2 separate regions of the Mus musculus genome follow, and region 1 is linked to region 2. Evidence: chromatin contacts called from public Hi-C data. All regions are on one chromosome and are shown on one strand. The core of a region is the stretch at or near the end of the contact, and the rest is flanking DNA. Distances in the headings are between cores, read along the strand shown. Region 1 overlaps Dis3l2 (DIS3 like 3'-5' exoribonuclease 2). Region 2 overlaps Cops7b (COP9 signalosome subunit 7B).

Evidence for each region. A called contact is a pair of places that touch in the nucleus more often than the background predicts.
Region 1: a contact with region 2 is called in a Hi-C map of liver, with 1.8 times the contacts expected there. The contact joins two enhancer-like sites. A contact is called at or near these places in 2 of 15 datasets of contacts at CTCF or cohesin (the NIH/3T3 cell line and stem cell-derived epiblast-like cells), 14 of 484 Hi-C or Micro-C datasets (the G1E-ER4 cell line, adipose-derived mesenchymal stem cells, cortical neurons and 5 more) and 1 of 9 other capture datasets (adipose tissue).

The regions. Positions count from the first base shown.
Region 1 is chr1:86,876,788-86,880,404 of GRCm38.p6, reverse strand. It overlaps Dis3l2 (DIS3 like 3'-5' exoribonuclease 2), which reads right to left. Exons shown (of 21, transcript NM_153530.2): 9 at 1,829-2,002. Among named protein-coding and RNA genes, the nearest start is that of Gm41909, 50 kb to the left of the region's middle. Within about 2 kb of position 1,279, at least 4 of the 459 cell types and tissues checked have an H3K27ac peak or open chromatin away from gene starts, as enhancers often do. A contact at or near this core is called in liver, where this site is marked.
Region 2 is chr1:86,598,986-86,602,570 of GRCm38.p6, reverse strand. Cops7b (COP9 signalosome subunit 7B) reads right to left here. Exons shown (of 8, transcript NM_172974.3): 6 at 3,366-3,568; 7 at 1,383-1,488. Among named protein-coding and RNA genes, the nearest start is that of Cops7b, 18 kb to the right of the region's middle. Within about 2 kb of position 2,245, at least 17 of the 459 cell types and tissues checked have an H3K27ac peak or open chromatin away from gene starts, as enhancers often do. A contact at or near this core is called in liver, where this site is marked.

The DNA.
Region 1 (3,617 bases), core at 30-2,529, 280 kb before region 2:
TCATAGTCACATGATCTGCAGTTTCTTCTTTCACTTAACAGTATTTGATGGTCTCCTCTCTAGGACAGACAATATGGATACAGTCACTTTTTTGCATAGCTGTAGGTAACATCATCATAGGGATGGGTAGACCATAGTTATTAAACCATTCCATTACTGATAGACTCAGCAGTTTTTACAGTAAAACAGCAATGAAAATCTTGGCTCATAAACCTTTGAATACTTCACTCAGTAAGATACATTTCTGTAAACAGAATTTGGGGGTAAAAAGTACATTGAAAACTAAATAAGCACTAAATTAGACTTCAAAAATAATGATTATTGTTTGAATTTAATCATTCCTTGATAATTTTTCTTTTTTTTTGTTTGGTTTTAGTCTCTTTTCCCACTTTTTAAATTCTTTGACACTCTCCTTTAAGAATACATCATACCCAGCCTAGAGGTCTTTTGTTTTCTGAGGCAGGATTTTACCATGCAGCCTAGCCTGGTCTACAACTCACTGTGGAGCATCCTGGATCTCCTGCCTCATGCTCCCAAATCTGTGTCACCACATCTGGCTTCATCAAGTTTTTTATATAGTCCTAAATCCAGGAAAAGATCTCAGTAAGCTCTCAATTGTGCAACAAAGGCTCCAGAAGGTCCAGGTTCAGGGTCCAGAGGAGATAACCCCTATGTGTTACGCAGTAACATCCAGGAGCACACTGTGCCAAATGAACTGAAATCCATGTGTTTCTATCAGCCACACTGAAGGGTAGGAAGGGATTATTATCTCATTTTCTTCACACACTCTCAGCAAGAAAAGCAAAAAACAGACAGTACGTTCTCAAAAGATACAATGCCTGAGAGGGCAGAAAAGGACCCTCAGACTGGACACTTGGAGCTGAAGGCACCATAAGTTCAGCTACAAAGCAAGCAAGTGTGGTGGAAAGACACTGACACGGGATAACCTCAGCAAAAACCTTCCACAGCCTCCGTGGTGGGGTGTATGAAAACTTTCTTGGTTCTAAGTATCTCCATGTGGCATCCAGAATGAATGCCAGTACTGAAACCAAATTCTGAAGAGAAATATCAGAAAAGAACTAACATCCCACAATGAAGAAACATCTTCAAAGAAGATGTTGTTATAAAAATACCACAAAAGTACTTTCCAATAAATTCCAGACCTAAAAGTAAAGCTTTAAAATGAGCCTCCAAGCACAAGGTCCTGAATCCTCTGCTATGTGCCTAGAGAGGCCCACTTAGAGGAAGCACTTCTAAGCAGATAACACTGCCTTTCTGTCATGAGACTGGGGTCCAGCAAGGAGAAGAGACTAGGTAAAACCACCTGCAATCTTTTGAAATTAGAATGGTCTAGAACCATTCTAGAAACAAATGTTTGCAAAATGTTTGCAAAAGAACAAAGGGTCAACATTTTAAGGCAACACAAATGTTGCAATAACTTTGAAGTTGTCATGAAGAATGTCATGGTTGAGCAATATATAAGCAAAGAACCATATATAGTTGTATTCTACTGCAATGTGACTAAACACAGAATTATGAATCTCATATCACTTTAGGAAGATTAGTAACTATTCATAGCTATTAATTATTGCTGACAGTTTTCAAATCATTAAAATCTGAAATCCATCTTCAGTTGATGAGCTCAAGTGGTGGGCTGGATTTAGCTGGTAATCCGTCACTTGCTGACCTCTGGTACAGAAGCACCAGACTTTCAACTGAATCCAAACAGTGGATAAAAGAAGGAAATATCTTAGCTCGACCCCTAGAAGAAACATCAGGGGAGAAGACAGAGCAGGAACAGCTGTTCCCAGGTGTTCCCCATGTTTACCTTAGGTCTCTTCTCTTGCCCACCTCATCAGGTGGGATTGTCCAGGGCAGGCTTTGAGGGAGACATTCAAGAACTTCTGAAGAGAAATCAGAGAAGTCCACACCATATTCTGTCAGTATCCCTTCTGTTTCAGGCTCGATTTCACCAGCCTGCCCAAGACTCTTAGCCAGTTGCCTGTGGACAGAGCAGAGAGTGGACAATGAACTGTATTAGTGAATAAATAAATAACATGTAGGTCTCTGTCTCTTTTCTAAAATAAGTTAATATGAAAATCCTCATGAAGGCTACGACTACAGTACAAATGTACATTCCGGAGAGATTTTCTGACCAGAGGAAGAAGGGCAAAAGGCAGAACTTCTTGGAACTCCTGCAATTTTACTCATGGGGAAGTCAACATTGGTCCTCACATGCCCTTGTTTTTTTTTTTTTTTTCCATTTTTTATTAGGTATTTAGCTCATTTACATTTCCAATGCTATACCAAAAGTCCCCCATACCCACCCACCCCCAATCCCCTACCCACCCACTCCCCCTTTTTGGCCCTGGCGTTCCCCTGTACTAGGGCATATAAAGTTTGCGTGTCCAATGGGCCTCTCTTTCCAGTGATGGCTGACTAGGCCATCTTTTGATACATATGCAGCTAGAGTCAAGAGCTCCGGGGTACTGGTTAGTTCATAATGTTGTTCCGCCTATAGGGTTGCAGATCCCTTTAGCTCCTTATGCCCTTGTTTTTGACAGTCTGATTACATATCCAGGATGCTCTCCAACTGGGAATTCTCCTGCCTCAGCTTCCCAAGTACTGGGATTATAGGCAGGTGCCATCATGTCAAGCTCCAAAGTTGCTATTGTGAAATGTCTACATGGAAGCTTTTGGAAAACTCCTTTAGAAAAGTTTGACCAACTTAGCTTGCTGTTAAATTATGACAATAAGATGAAAGAAGGAAGCAGCCTTCGGCCCAGCCCCTATATTAGGAGAGACATTAGGGGAGAAGACAGAGCTCAAGGATGAGTTTCTTCCACAGAAGCCATGAAAAAGCAGCTCCACAGTCTACATACTGGTGACACTGTGTAGTACCCACAGTCAATACTCCAACCCTTAGAAATTATAAGCCCGATTAAATGCCTGTTTTCTTTTATAAGTTGCCTTGGTCATGGTGTTTTATCATAGCAATAGAAACCCTAACTGAGACAAAAGAAACAATAGAATCTAGGTAAGTAATAGGAAAAAAATAAAGAATAACTAGTGGACAGAAAAGAAACAAACTGTAAAGAAAGAGTAAAACAGATGACATCCTAGTTAGACTCATCAAGGAAAATGGGGAGACAAGGACACAAATTCTAAGTATCAGAGTAAGAGTGGGGACATCGTTAACATACTACAGCATGAAAAGCATAAGGGAGGACTCAGTCGGGGACTTCTGTGGCTGAATTAAGGAAAGGCTGAAAGAAGCTGAGGAGGAGTGTGACCCCCATAGAAAGACCAGTAGTCTAAACTAACCCAGACCCCCGAGATCTCTCAAACACTGAACCACCAACCAGGCAGGATACACCCTGGTTGAAGTCCTTGGTTGATATGAAGCCCCTGACACATAAACAGCAGAGGACTGCTTGGTCTGGCTTCAGTGAGAGAAGATGCACCTAACCCTAGAGAAACTTAAGTGAGGTCCTGGAGAGTGGGGAGGCCTGGTGGGGGAGCGGGGGATGGGGTACATCCTCTTGGAGACTGCAGATGGGGTTGCGGGGGGGGGGGGGAATGTGGGAGGGCAGGCTGGGAGGGGGTTAATGACTGTA
Region 2 (3,585 bases), core at 996-3,495:
CTACAGAGACGTGAGAGATGATGAGAACTGCTCTCTAAGAGGTACCCAGGAGACACAGTTTTAACACACTGTAACAACTCCTGAGGGATTTTCTACACACACACACACACACACACACACACACACAGACACACACACAAACACACAAAACCAAACCACTTACTCTTGTTCTATTACCTAAGTTGGGTGGAACACAGCCTATTTTGTGAACATGTAACAACAGCTAGATATTAATATCCCACAAAACACCAGACATAGGCACATTCAAATATAAAGAAAAATAGATTCCAAAAGCAAATGCAATGAAAGGGGCTTTGTGGTGCTGCAAGCCATCGTTCCTTTCCCTCCAGAGTAGCTGCTCGGAGACACTGCAAAGCCCGGGAATGCTACTGTTGCATTATGTCTCCCCAGGTACACTGAATATACTTAATAATGGTTTTTGATAAAAGGCTAATACAAGAGAATTCTCAGGCAGTTTGTCATAGGGCTGACTGAACTCAGAGGGGGGCTTTGGAAGGCACAACTCTCCAGAAAATTGTTGTTCTAAAGACTTGGAAGGAAAACATCTAGTTTCTCCCCTCTGGGAACAACAATGTAGTTTAAAGACAAATGGGGAAAAAATGTATCTCACCTATTCAATTGAGAAAATGGTTATAATGTGGGCCAAGCGTAACAGAAGAAGAACACAGGAGCATATGACATAATTACCTCTGTAGAGATGTGCTGTGTTCAGGTGAGCATACAGTAAGCCCTCAAGTATGGCTCAGCCAGATGAGCTCATGGTTCCAGGCAATGAACAAAGCCCTGAGTCCTGCCCTCACTGTTCACATCAGTCTGTCTAACTTCTAGAAGGCCAGTAGGTAATGTATTATTTTAACTGGTATGGCAGAGGTAACCTGGCCTCTTCCTCACATTTATTTCAAAGTTTAGTAGTTTTTGATATTTTATTCATGTGCATGTGCGTGTGCATGAATGTACATCTGTGTACATGTGCATGTAAGAGCCCATGGAGGCCAGAAGGCGGCACTGCAGACCCAGAACTAGAGTTTTGGGTGGTTGTGAGCTGCTGTGTGAGTGGTGAGAGCCAAACCTAAGTCCTCGGTAAAAGCAGTAAGTCCACGTAACCACTTAGCCATCTCTCACACAGCACAACATTTCTTCTCCTCAGTAGCTGCAACATCATATGTACAGTGCAGATGTATGCATTCTACACTCTAAACCTGCTCACTCCCTGCTAACTCCCTATATCCCAGTACTAAGCCCAAGGCGTGTTTACTGGCTATTTGTTATACTCACACCAAAGTAATGACAACATGAAGGCACTGCAAACTAATTCCTAGGCACACCCCAAGGAAAGGAAAAAATGCCCTGGTTTTCTTTACCTCGGCTTCCACCTGCTGCTGAGTCCGGTGGTGGTTCTCTTTGTACTGGTTGGCTCTCAGAACCTGCTGCTCAATGCCCAAGAGAACTGCCTCACAGCCGTCACACCTGCAATGGGAAAAGCCAGCCCTGAGCTGCAGTGAAGCCCAGGCAGTCTCCTCCCTCCAAACCCTTCCAGCACTTTACAGGACTTTCTTTAGCAGGGGGCTGCCAGGTGGTTGTGTTGGTCCCCTCCCTCCTTCCCAACAAGGTCATCTAAATATGTAACACAGGCCAAGGGCACAGCGGAGGCTTTTGGGCAGCTTCTTGGACTACAGCTCTAATTTCCAGTCCTCGCAGCCCATAAGAAACAGTTTTATAGACTAAGACTGAAAGAGGGACAAAGTACAAGTGACACTGACTGATCCCTTTCTACAAAAGAAAAAAAAATAAATGTTGTATTTTAGAGATTGCCTTTTTCCTTAGAATTTGAAGTTATTTCCTAGTTAACAATCACTTCTCCCTTCTCACTTGGTAACACATGCCTTTAATCTCAGCATTCAGGAAGCAGAGGCAGAAGCAGGCAGACCTCTGATTTTACGGTTAGCCTGGTTGATACCAGCCAGGTCTACAAAATGAGATCTTGTCTTATAAAATAAAAAACGTTTTGAAAAGCAATATAATGAAAATTCACATACTGTTTACTACTATGCAAAATGTCCAACATTCTGCCATGTTTTTACCTTCTCAGGACAATAATTCTATTTCCAGCCCACCTGTAACATATAAATAGGAGCTCTGAGAATCTCTTCTGGTGGCTGAAGAGATGACTCAGTGGTTAGGACAATTGCTGCTCTTACACAGGATCAAAGTTCAGTTTCCAACACCCACACACTAGCTCATGATCATGCACAACTCCGGTTCCAGGGAATCTGACGCCCTCTTCTGACCTCTATGTACTAGATAAACACACAGTGCACTTCTATACATGTAAGCAAGATGCCTATTTTATATATATAATAAAATTAAAACATCTGGGTGTGGTGGCACTTGGGAGGCAGTCAGACAAATCTGACTTTAAGGCAAACCTGGAATGCATAGTTATAGTTAGTTCCAGGCAAGCCTGGGCTAGAGAACAAGGCCTGTTTTGATAAAACAAAAACAAAAGCAAGTTTCCCTATCTCTCAGCACAAAGCTGCCCACTCTGCCTAGTGACATACAACATGCCACACGCCTATGTGGGGACAATCTCTCCACTCTCAATAATGCTCTCTTCCTCAAAACTTCCTCACACTTCCCAAAAATGCTCTGGTTTCATAATCTCCAAATCACTTAAATAAATAGCTCATAACAAATATAAATCGTGTAATCACTTTTGCAAGCATCCAATTCTACTAAAATAAGAATATACTCAAAAGTCTCAGTTCTTTTTACTAAATTCCTTTTATTCATTGGAGGGGAGAATAAAGAGATACATTCTCCAACTCACAATCCTTCTGCCTTGGCATCCTAAGTGCTAGGATTGGGGTTACAGGAATGTACCACCACACCCAGCTGCCTTGACTGTCAAATATTGTATGCATCGGTGTTCCAGATCACAAAGGCCTATTCACAGTTGTCTTCCCCACAATGCTTCACTAGCACTACTAGCTCAACATGTCACTGGCAAACACTAACTTCCTGCTCTTGGTGTATGTTTATAAGGTGCAGATTTAGTGCTGCACAGTCAGAACGCAGAGACTCTACCTGTAACTCCACATGAATATTTTATAGCCCACTGTTAAACAGCCCAGCTGCATTTAAAATCAATTTTATAAGCCAGGCACCAGGAATCTTTCCAAGCTTCCTAATGCCACACAGCTGTAATCACAAATGCAGTCCCACTCTCTGTTTCAGTGTCCAAAGACCCCAGCTTTGGCTTCCTCAAGCTCACTTCTGAAAGTCACAGTGCTGCAGAGAGAGGCACAAAGGACCTACTAGATTCTCCCTCCATCTCCCAGCCTCACCACTCATGCAAGGTCTTGACAATGTTATTGATATCTTTCTTCCGGATGTCACGGCCAATGCAGAAATCCACTTCCAGGAGCTGATTTCGCTGGTCCAGTTTGCCCTGGATGATGTCAGTGTAGACAGCCTCAATGATAAGGTCTTCTAGTTCCCTGAGATTCCTCATCTCCAGGTCTTTCAGCAGCACAGAGTAGGGGATACACTGTGGATAGGTCATAT